3 separate regions of the Mus musculus genome follow, and regions 2 and 3 are each linked to region 1. A link is a contact called in public Hi-C data. All regions are on one chromosome and are shown on one strand. The core of a region is the stretch at or near the end of the contact, and the rest is flanking DNA. Distances in the headings are between cores, read along the strand shown.

The links. A called contact is a pair of places that touch in the nucleus more often than the background predicts.
Region 2: a contact with region 1 is called in a Hi-C map of cerebellar granule neurons, with 3 times the contacts expected there. The contact joins two enhancer-like sites. A contact is called at or near these places in 2 of 15 datasets of contacts at CTCF or cohesin (large pre-B cells and pro-B cells), 3 of 484 Hi-C or Micro-C datasets (cerebellar granule neurons, embryonic fibroblasts and uterus) and 2 of 115 datasets of contacts at active chromatin or transcription factors (astrocytes and embryonic forebrain).
Region 3: a Hi-C map of cerebellar granule neurons shows a contact between it and region 1, with 1.9 times the contacts expected there. The contact joins two enhancer-like sites. A contact is called at or near these places in 3 of 15 datasets of contacts at CTCF or cohesin (the NIH/3T3 cell line, large pre-B cells and pro-B cells), 6 of 484 Hi-C or Micro-C datasets (cerebellar granule neurons, cortical neurons, embryonic fibroblasts and 2 more) and 1 of 9 other capture datasets (embryonic stem cells).

Annotation. Positions count from the first base shown.
Region 1 is chr15:40,165,275-40,169,078 of GRCm38.p6, reverse strand. Gm33301 (predicted gene, 33301) reads right to left here. Exons shown (of 3, transcript NR_155350.1): 2 at 3,799-3,804; 3 at 1,003-1,766. Among named protein-coding and RNA genes, the nearest start is that of Gm33301, 4.6 kb to the right of the region's middle. Within about 2 kb of position 1,813, at least 46 of the 459 cell types and tissues checked have an H3K27ac peak or open chromatin away from gene starts, as enhancers often do. A contact at or near this core is called in cerebellar granule neurons, where this site is marked.
Region 2 is chr15:40,560,147-40,563,950 of GRCm38.p6, reverse strand. No RefSeq gene overlaps it. Among named protein-coding and RNA genes, the nearest start is that of Gm33431, 25 kb to the right of the region's middle. Within about 2 kb of position 2,105, at least 2 of the 459 cell types and tissues checked have an H3K27ac peak or open chromatin away from gene starts, as enhancers often do. A contact at or near this core is called in cerebellar granule neurons, where this site is marked.
Region 3 is chr15:40,474,390-40,478,193 of GRCm38.p6, reverse strand. No RefSeq gene overlaps it. Among named protein-coding and RNA genes, the nearest start is that of Gm16294, 51 kb to the left of the region's middle. Within about 2 kb of position 2,128, at least 7 of the 459 cell types and tissues checked have an H3K27ac peak or open chromatin away from gene starts, as enhancers often do. A contact at or near this core is called in cerebellar granule neurons, where this site is marked.

The DNA of each region.
Region 1 (3,804 bases), core at 564-3,063:
CAAGCCCAACAAAGACTTTAAAACAGTTTCATGCATCTTGTGTCCCCTCTAACTTTTCCATTAAACCAGGGACTCTAGGGATTAAAGTAACCACTTTCCATTACATTAAAATGGCGTACATGGGATATTTACGCTTGTGCGTGCGAAGGGTATTTTCTCATGGAAGGGGAGGGGGGCTTCTTCTTCTTTCCTCTATACCCGCCAACTTCTATTCCCCATACTCTTGTCAAAGGTATTCCTTCCACACGGAGCGTGATATCTGCACCGTCAGTTGTTCAAATTAGATATATTGACATATACAGTAAAACTCTCTGAGTGTAACTTCAGTGTTGTTTATATCATCAATAAAGTGGACATGTTGAAGGCACTCTTCTAAAATAAGGGATTGTTTAGCAGGGAATACAAGGCAGCTGTTAACCGTGAAGCTATAAATAAATACTTGGTAAAATACAGAGCAAGAAGACAGCCCCGTGTCTTCGAAAGCCTTGAAGTTGTACTGTAAAATGACCACTATTCTTGGAATACTGTACTTGCATGCCCACAAGCTCGGATCAAAGCGTGCACTATACAGAAAGGCACTGGCTGAGTTTATATCTATGTGATAGGCTTCCAAACAGTTACTTCCCCGGACACAGGACATGTCTGTTTACTACAACTTTTCTAATGAACATGCTTTACTGTTGCTTAAGAAAAAGACATGCAAAAAAGAAATAAACAACTGAAAATAATCTTCACTTGCTGAAAGGGATCAAAGTCTGAAATCTGAGACATTTCTTGGATGATGTCCCATACTTATGAAAACGGTCTTTCACTACAGTCTGTCCACGCCGGGATCCTCTCCCTGCCCTAGTGCAGCCAGCCCCTGGGGTCTGTTTCTCTCACCAGAGTGAGCAGTGAAGTGTGGAACGACCACAGACAGCTCTCAGGGCCCACACTGCTGCAGACCTCCCCGGTGCCCCCGTTCTTGGAACTGTGGCAGAGTCAGGTGACGGCAGAAAGAAGTGAAGCCCTTATCATTCTTTATTACGCAGCTTAAGGAAGATATACAGCAGAGAGCATGGTATGGAAAAGCAGAGACAGAGGATAGCCCCTGCCTGAGACTTGGAGTCAAGCACACCCAGACATCGTGCAGTTTGAATGTGGGGTCTTTGAGACCATAGGGCATTCAGTCTGGGTCACCGGAGGCATTTCCTCTGGCATGATGCCTCGTGGTTTACAATTTCCTCTTCTTCCTTCCCGTGACTCCACTGGAGCCGGTCTGGAAGTCCAGGAGCTTCTATCTATGTGGAACAGAATTTCGTTTTCAGAAATTGAGGTCTGGGCACCTTCTGAATAGAGACTGGCAATAATCCCAAATTGCATGTTTTATTATGTGGCCTTTATTTGTGTTTCTCATGAAATGAGCTGAGACACTCAAACTCATTTCAGATAGCAGCCAAAAACCAAATGGTCACATTGTCCCTAGGTGGACGGTCAGCACATTACAGACAAGGCCGTCCAACTCCTGCGTTTGCTAGAAACGTCTTAGGGAGGACAAACCGCTTCAGTCCCTGTTTCCAGCCGAACGTAATTTTATTCCTCGGTCGCATGGCTGCCTTCACCAATAGAAAAGGTCTTTACGTCGGATTTCAAGATCTTTCTATAAGGTCGCGTTGTGGCTGCATCTAAAAATCACTTTGGAATTTCATTTAACATGAAAGAAAGCAAAAGACGTGAGCCCTTGCTGCTAGTGTTTTTCATAAGTTGAGACGTGGAACCCGCTTATCCTGTGGAAACAAAACCAAGTGTAGTTGCTGGTTGCTGCGAGAGCAATGTCTAGTAAGGATTTCCACTTTTAATCAGTTATAAGGTACAGTGACAGCCACTGCGACTAACCACACCCTGTGGGGAAATGTGAATAAGCAGTAGTAACTTCTGCCAGAATTTAGCACAGGATTAATAGCATGCCACAGCACATTGGGGCCCTTCCACCCTACCGAGACCCCAGATGAAAAATTAATTAAGCTCATACATTTAAAACTAAATGCATTTCACTCCAAATTACTGTCCCCAAAAAGTTCAGCAACAACATGAAATGCCAAAATTGTAAACTCGCATCATATGTATTCAAACCCTGGTTTAAAAAAAAAAAAAAAAAAAAAAATCAGGGAGTGGGGGAGTGGGCCAGTTATGATTGACTCAAGATCCCCATCTAGTGGCCATATCTTGAATAGCAGGCTATTTGTGTTTCTGGAGCATTTGTGAATTAAACATCTAAGACATGTGATTAGCTCATTGTTCAGAAACGAGATTCTTTCTGCCGTCTTACCCTTTCCAACTGCATTGTAAGAGACATGCCCAAAATCAGGCATCAAAAATTCAAAAACTAAAATATCTCCAGGAGTCATTTACGGCCCCCACCCCCAAGCAATTACCTTGACTCACCAATAAACTCAGTTCCTCTGTTTTCTACAGGCTGTTTCCCCGATCCACCATTGATTGCTTAACTCTCGGTGTTGATCAAAAAGGATGGGAACTTGACATGAGTTCTGTGTGGTTACACACCCGTGCCACCACAAACATGTGAAAGTCACAGGATAATTATGGGGAACCGGGGCTTTCCTGTTTTGTTTTGTTTTGTTTTGTTTTGTTTTTGTTTTTGTTTTGTTTTGTTTTCTGGAAGGTTCTTGTTTTTCCACATCTTATCCCAGCTTCTCCAGATAGATCCCAAGTGCAAACAACTCCATCTAAATGAAGCTTGGAAACAGAAGCCAAACAGCTATGCTCTGGGGTAAGGTGGAGCAGAAGTGCTGATGAAAAGACACAGAAAAATTATCCTGGGATTCCAGAATGTTCTATGCCTTAGTCAAGGTGATAATTGCATATGTATTCTTACGTGCCCTACGTGCATAGTTCATGTGAAGTTCATAAATGACGACTCTCCGTAACTTGCTTTTCCCTAGTCCTGGAAGAACAGAGGTTGTAACTACCACAAAAAATTTCTACGAACCCTCAGAAACTTGGGAAAGTGAATATCTATAAAACCTACACATTAAGAACCTGGGACTCTGCATTTCTATAATTGGACTGAAAGCCTTGAAGGCACCTCCCAGCCCAAGCTTGAAACGAGCACGAGGAATTGTTTTCTCTCGGCTTCACAGGGTGAGCGCCATTACTCTCTGAGGAGGGCCGCCTTCCAACTATCACCCGTGTAGTCAAAGGGATAATGCAGACAAGTGGAAAAACGAATGGGTGACATAATCGCCAGGAATCACACCTGTCCCCCTTTCAAGTACATCATGGAATGCTCACACTAAAGGGAACCTGCCGATCTCCAGCTTCATCTCCAGGCCTTCAAGAGAGACCTAAGGGAGACTGTGACAAGTCCAAGATCACACGACTGTCTAATAACCTAGCTAAGCCACTCAGTCCTGCTGACTTAGGAGTCTTAAAGAATGTAGGCAGGACGGTGCGGGGTGGGGTGACCCCTATACCTCTGTGAGAAGAATACCAGCTTACCAGCTTTCCTAATCCTGCACAACTTTCAGAGACCTTGTTTTAGTTCCTGAGTGGTTTTCTTCCCTTCATTTCGATTTGTGAGCCTGCTGCCCCATTTCTTCTATCCACTATTTTTTTGCTTTCCATTGTATTTTTGTTTTGCCTTCTATCTTTATTTGCTTTTCTCCATTGCATGTTCAGCTACAACCAGGATTGCTCCTGAGTTTGCTTATTGAGCTTCACAGAGATGCATGTGGTCCAACCACTGCCCTGCAGATCTTACTACGTCAAGACTGACTTGAGTTCTGCCCTCCCTCCTACCTGAGA
Region 2 (3,804 bases), core at 856-3,355, 390 kb before region 1:
TCTTTCTGAAAGACCAGCATTAGTTTAAACCCCTTCTTTACTTTCTTCCTGTGGATGGAGGAGTGTGGTGGTTTGAATATGCTTGGCTCATTGGAAGTGGCACTATTAGGAGATCTAGGCTTGTTGGAGGAAGTGTGTTACTGTTTAGTTGGGCTGTGAGGGCTTTTAGGCTCAAGTTCCACTCAATTCAGAAGAGACCCTTTTCCTGGTTGTCTGAGGAGAACTGTTGCCTCCTTGCTGCCTTCAGATCAAGATATAGGACTTTCAGCTTCTCCACCATCATGTCTACCTGCAACCTGCCAGGCTTTCCATCATTATGGCAATGGACTAAACCTCTGAAGCTGTAAGCCAGGCTTGATTAAACTCAGTTTCCTTTATAACAGTTGCTATGATGTTGGTGTCTCTACACAGCAATGGAAACCCTAAGACAATGAGTAATATGTAATAATTTATGGTGGTCTAATTATCATATTCTGCACTGCAGGCTGATGAACTCACACTCTGTGCTGGCATATTGTTAGTGAGAGGTGTGCAACAAATCTTACAATTTGCTCCACCCTAGAAAAGAAATTAAGTGATTTTAAAACTATGTCCAAAGTCCTATAGCTCTGAAGTTCAAAACTCAAGTGAGTTGTGATCAGCTAGTGCCAAACACTACCCTGAATTCTAATGTCACCCATAAAGCAGATGCCAAGCTTTGTAAATAAACTGGCAAGCCATAACTCTTAAACATATTAGGCAACTTGAATAAAGGCCACATTTTCTTGATCTCAAAATAATCTAAAAGTTCTTCTTCCCCAACAGAGAACTTTACTGTCCTAGGAACTGGTAGGTCCCCTTCACCTGTGAGCATCTTTCCAGCTGCAGCAGAACATGGTTTTAAAAGGTTGATAATAGTCATTTGGTACTATCCAAGGAAAGTTATAGATTAATTATGTATTACAAAGGATGCTAGAAATGCAGATTTCAATGTGTACCCATATCTTTATCTGGCAAATGTAATTATCAGCCACACCTAAAATTATTCAGATCTCTGAATTCAGTAAGGGGAAATGGACAGCACAGGGTACTAACAAGGCTTGAGCTCTGCCTCCCTCCCACCCCCCACCCCACCAAAAAAAGCTTGAGAAATACTGAGAGTGAAGAAAGCTTTGTTTTCACTGGTCCCTTCTCCATATCAGGATTCTTTAGTTCCCCCCAATAAATATTTATTAAAGCTGTAGTTTATAGTGGATATAAAAAGAACATACCAGGTGGCGGGTTATAGTAGTTTCAAAGGACGGGTGAAAGGGGTGGTCCTTTGGTGCTAGGAGCAGACTCCATTGTCATAATTAGCAAAATGTTAGTTTGGGAGCCCAAAATTTAAATAGAAAATTATCTTTCTTGCGATGATCCCTGCCCTTGTCTTTTGAAGACACTGGAGTCTGACCATTGGCAGGCATTAGTTAGACCATTTATCTCAACCTTTTCAACTGCAGAATCTTTTCGCTACAAAGACTCTACAATATGTCTTTCATGTGTAAAGAAAATTCTTACTCAACCTGTAAAAAACCTAGCAGATGGCACAGTAATTTGTATATCCATGCATGCATACAGGATATGTTCTCAGAGAATGAATCAGATTCATGTTACACCTATTTAAATATTTCATTATATTTAATTTTAATTCATTTATTCATAGTTTTAACCTCTGTAAGTACAACCATTATTTAAATTAATAGACAGGTAAATGGCATCCACAAAACTGCAGCATTTAATGCTTAAGATAACTGACATGCATGAAGTCATTGTATTAAAATATCGGTTTTCCTATTGTCTTTCACAGATGGTGCCAGTAATTAATATTATGCTATTTTTTTTCATCAGGGGAATTTCATATTCACAAAATTCACATAATATAAAATAAACTGCTATATTATGCTACCCAGTGATATGATGTATAGTTTATATATTTTTAGTTATAATATGTTTGTCATATGCACAATATATAATACACTCGATAGTCAATGTATTATAAAAGTTAACAAATTTAAAAGACAGACAGTGGCACATTCACAAAAATATTAATGGCACAGTTGGTCATAGATGTGTAACAAATCTGTTGCAGGCCATCTGGCTTCTGAGAATAATATCAGCTTCAAGATACAGGAAGTATCTAGTTGATAAAAGGTATTGAGAAATAATATAATATACCTCCTTTAAAAGTCTTTCTGAAGGGAAGTGTCTTTACTCGGTGGCCAATATATTCATTCTTTATCATTCCAGAAATGTCAGGGAATCTCAACAGCCAGGCTACATATGAGCACATAATCTTAAAACTGACTTTGAAACCTGACTCTTCATAATTGAGCCCTCCTCTCCTACTTAGCATAAACCCTCAGTAGGTGACTGAACACATGAGGAAGGAGAACAGGTCTATTGGCATCTATCTGGGAAAGTCACTCAACAGGTATCTCTAACACACTCCTTGGGAGTACAGCTGTGTTTAACTAGCTCCTCCTAAAGCATTGAGAGTGGGAAACCAATGCTTAATAAACATCTTCTATGCTTTTCAGAAAGATCAAAATATAATGTAGTTTTATTTTTTATTTTTAATTTTGTTTGTTTATTTATTTATTTGGTTTTTTTTGAGACAGGGTTTCTCTGTATAGCCCTGGCTGTCCTGGAACTCACTCTGTAGACAAGGCTGGCCTCGAACTCAGATATCTGCCTGCTTCTGCCTCCCAAGTGCTGGGATTAAAGGCCTGCGCCACCAAGCCCAGCAGTAGTTTTAATTTTTAAGGATTTTACTTTTTCCTTATTTCTAAAATCCATAAAATACTGTTTAAAAGTACTCAATTCTCAAAACTATAAATCACTTCATAAAGAATTTTTCATTAGTAAACCAACCTTTCAAGCAAGGAAACATGAAGGTGAATAAAAGGTACCATTTGTTCCCAAGCTTTTCCTTCTGAGAGGACTGGTCAGAGTCCTTGTAAGACCCCTCCCCCCACTCCTTGAAAGTGTTGTCCCTATTCTTTTCTTTCCACTGGTACTTGCTTTTTTGCTATAGAAATGTATCTACTTGTAGACCAAAAGTCAATGCAAGCCTTCCCATGAGTCATTGAAAGTGGTCCCATGATTCAATGAAAGCCTTCCCATGAGTCAATGCTATCCCTCTTATGAACTTTTTTGAGAGGAACTTGAAAGATAGTAATCTTTCATGCTACTGAGTTTCAGCATTCTAAGTTCAATCCTCCCTATTTCTATCCTGCAGTTTAATGTGGAGAACCTAACATACATTTTCCCTCTAAGAAGCCTGGGATGTTACAAAGCTGAGGACACAAAATATATTGAGCAAGATGGAGCACCACTTTTCCATTTAAAATTAAAGAATGTGTTATCCACACTTCTGCTCTTGAATTCCCAGACTGTGGTGCAGTTCTGTAAGCCAATAATAAAACACAGCTTGATCTCTGTCCACAGACAAGTGATTGAAGATTCCATATTCACACTGGACTTAGCTACCTTAAGGGCTCTGGCCCTATTTTCTTAAAATATTCATTTTGTAGTTATCAGGAAAAGAATCTAACTTTACTTTCATTTTCCACCTAAATTCCCATATAGATGGCTGCATATGAATGGTGTAGGAAAATTAAGATACAATTTACAATAACAAATATTCTTGTCTTGGTGTTCGGTCTTTTTCATTATTACTAAACTGGGTCCCTGGCTTTCTTGATTTTGGAAGAGAAAAAACAAATGTTATTGGTTCCTCAAGTCTTCTGATACAAGTCAGCTAAAATTTGTGAAATATCTGGTAAG
Region 3 (3,804 bases), core at 879-3,378, 310 kb before region 1:
GATCCTTGGACTTCATTGTTTCTAAGGCTGGGGATAAAAAGAGAAAAATGCTATAAGGTGGGACACCCTAGGACCTGAAGGTCCCAGAGGATCAAACAGGGTTCTTTCTCAAGGTCATTCTGAAGGTCAGGCGAGTGGGACTCTTAGGTCAGTGCTCAGTAGACTGCCATCTCTAGCAAAAAAGGAGGCAAAAACTACCCATTAGAGAACAAAAAGAAAACAAAACCTCACTAATCTATCTCCCAAAATAAGTGGTTATTCCTGACTTTGCAGCTGGGACGTGTTTTTAGGCTCACTAATAGCAAGATACTAGTAAACACCTTCCACCTGAAGTAATGATTTGGTTAGGAAACGCATTCCTACAGAATAACCAACGGTGGCTATGAATATATTTCTGCCACTCCTTTGATTGTGTCATGTGGTATTATGATTCTTTGAGCATTACTGCTAAGATGTGACATGTTTTCAAAACGATCATTAAAATAGCATAATTACTACCAATTGTTCAAAGCAATGAAATGCTATTTATTATATGATATGCAGGCACATGAATGTGCTTTTCTTGTTCAATTTGTGTTGATTTCAGTTTTTATTATACGGCTAGGATATTGATCAAGCACTTTAGCAAGTGCCCTCAAAAAACAGAAAGAAATAGTTTACTCTTTTACTACCACCAACTTTAATATGAAATATTTTTGCCAGGATTCTGTGAACACCAATCGTATAATACAAACCATGGAAAAGTTCCAGGCTGTGTTGATTTGTTTTATGAATGCTGTGTGATGCCAGATTGGAGGTGTACATCTGTGGGGGTTGGCCAGTCATCCTTCTGCCGTCTGTGTATCTGTATGGTTAAATGAATTAGCTAATATAAAAACAGCATAAACAAGTTTAGTGTCATGGAATTTCCTTTATAGCACACAGAATATTCATATCTAAGTGAAGAAGTAGAGAGTCATGTCCAAGTGCTGTAACTTGGGATAGAGCACAGTATCGAGTAGAAAAGCCCTGAGCACATGGTGCTTAGCTGCTCCCCTTTTCACCGTTTTTTTTTTTTTTTTTTTTGTGCATAGTTTTACCAGTGGTAGTATCTCTGCAAACTAGAATGGAGAACACAGATATTCTGCAGTACTGGAGAAACCATCCAGTATCTGAAGGCCGTTCAGTGACCACTCAATTCCTAACTCTTTGGAGGAAACCAAGCCAGAAGGGTTCACTCGTCAACTCTGGATACTCACCTCTGAATTATTATTTTTTTTTTTTGTACAGCAAACACTATAATCAGCTACCAAGAGAGCCTCCTACTCTGACGTATGTATCAGGTAGCAATGTAACATTCCTGTCCTAGGCTTTGCATCCACTGTGCGTCAATCTACAGCACTTCGGGTCTCCGGGCTCACACTGAAGTCTCTTCTAGCCAACATTCACCTTGCATTTACTCCCCGTTGGATTAACCATAAAATGTTTTCTGATATATTGGTTGACTTTAACTTTCATTGTGGTTTTTTTTTCTTGCTTCTTAAATATTATTTTGTTTGAGGCATTACTTCTGTCTGGATTCATTGTGTGTGTGCAAGTGCATATGTGCATATGTGGGTATGATGTGCACATGTGTGCCTGTGTAACAACTATGAGCATGAATAAAGAGAAGCAGTGAATGATCTCTTCAAAGAAAGTATGCATACAATATACAGTAGATATAATTAGTGTTAATTTCAATGGTGGGATTTTTAAGTTGGAGAAGAAACAATAAAACTTTTATTTTTAGCTAACAGTTTGTGAGCTAATTTAGTCCTTGATTTCCTTCCAAGTATGATAGTTTAAATTTGCCCCAGATGGAATTTCTCTTCTGTTCAAATTGCTGGACAGCAACAGAACAGCCATTTGTAACAAAGTCTGCAGAAGTGGGCTGGTGCTCCTACTCTTCCAAATACATTGGTCTGTTTGTAAGAAGAGTGGCCCCCATAAATCACCATGAATTAAAGAGGTACACACCCGTCCCAATCCAAACATCAGGAAGAAGTGGTTGCCCAATAGATAAGGACATAAACAAGTGCACAGCATCACTTGAGCTTCTCCAGCAGGTCCGTATTTTTGGAATGCAGCCCGCGCTATTTCACATGCTGCTCTCTCTCTAATCTTGACTGACTCACAGTCTTGTGATAGTGAGATAAGCTAGGTAGGCAAATTTTTATAGAGTTGCAATTACTGAAATTGTCATTACGCTGCTCACTGTAAAATAAATATAGATAGAAGTGAAATTATGCGCAGGCTAGAAGTAGAAAGTGTTTTGCTTCTGTTTGCTAAATTAATCTCTTCCTAAATGGCTGCAGGCCAGGTAGGTTAGCATTTGTGGTTTCAAAGGTTTTCAGCGCTTGCAATGAGCCATGAAATTACTGCATGCTGCTGAAAATGGCAGCTGATGAAAGGAGAAGAGAGAATCCCAAAGGCAGAAAGACAGGAGGAAGCAAAATTACAGGCAGAAAGTCTGATTTTTGATGTTGCTCATTGTGAAATGTACACCCAAACTTTTAATAAAACATAAAACATTAATAAACCTGCTAACAATTCCTCACAATTGCTTTTGAAGTCTGAGTATAATTTCTGAATACTTATTAAAACAGGCAGCAAGTGGCTCAGAGGTCGGTGAGCAGGCTCCTGTCTGTGGGATGGGCTCTGTGGGAAGGCTTGCTGCTTAGGACTTTTGAAATAAGATTTTTTTTATTGATGATTTTAATTGAATTGTACAAAGGATTGATTTTCAGTTAAGGAAAGTACCCAGTTGCCTTTACCCAGGTTCCTTTAGTTTCCATTAGAATTAACTAATCTCAGTTTTGATACATTCCCTGGCATGCACACAACCAGAGCTGCTATCTTGTTTTGAACCATTTGAACATCCATAGAATAAGGTGATATCTATGTCTTCATTTGTAGTTTTAAAAGCCCTTTGGGCCTGAGGGCTGTGCCCTATGGGTTCTTACCCTTTTCTCAGGAAGAATGTGAATCGGTTTGATTTTGAAAAACCACAAACACCATACCTTGCCACAGACAGGCAGGCTATCCATGTCAAAAGGAGGCATTCTCTGGCTCCCTAGGCTTTGCCTCATGAGGATCCATTTCAAATTGAAGGTTGTAACAGTTCTTAAATATATTTATAAAGGTGTTTCCCATCTTGTAATGAAAATCAGTCTTCAAAGCCTTCAGACACTTCATAGCCAAGAGAGATTCCTGAGACATGCAGGGATGCTATTTAGAATTCCACAATTTCTGGATATTAGACAAACTGCAACTGGAGTTCATTTGTACTAAAACAATCTTGCTACCACTAATACAAAACACACACACACACACACACACACACATTCTTAGAGATTCTAAGCACTCACAGTTGCATGGTTTTATAGATTAATTACTAGGAAGACAGAATTGTAGAGATTTTTGGATTAAATTTAGTTATAGGAGACATAAATGATCTAATGATTACTATTCATGCCTGCTCAAATAGTTACTGTCCCTGAGTTATTAGAAAGCAGTTTTTACTTCTAGCGAGGGAATGCTCTGAACTGAAAAGTCAGTGCATCTTACATGAAGAATTCTTTAATATGAGCCACGAAACCTTCAATAAAGAGGGGCCAGCAAAGCTAGGTAATTATTCATCATTAAAAACAAGACTGTATGCAGGAGGTGCGGGTGCTTCAATCGTCTTTGTAGCCATATGCCACCATCTACAAAATTCTCATTTTAATTCTTAGTGTACCACTATTTTTCCTCTTAAAAAAAAAAGACACATTATATGATTTCAGA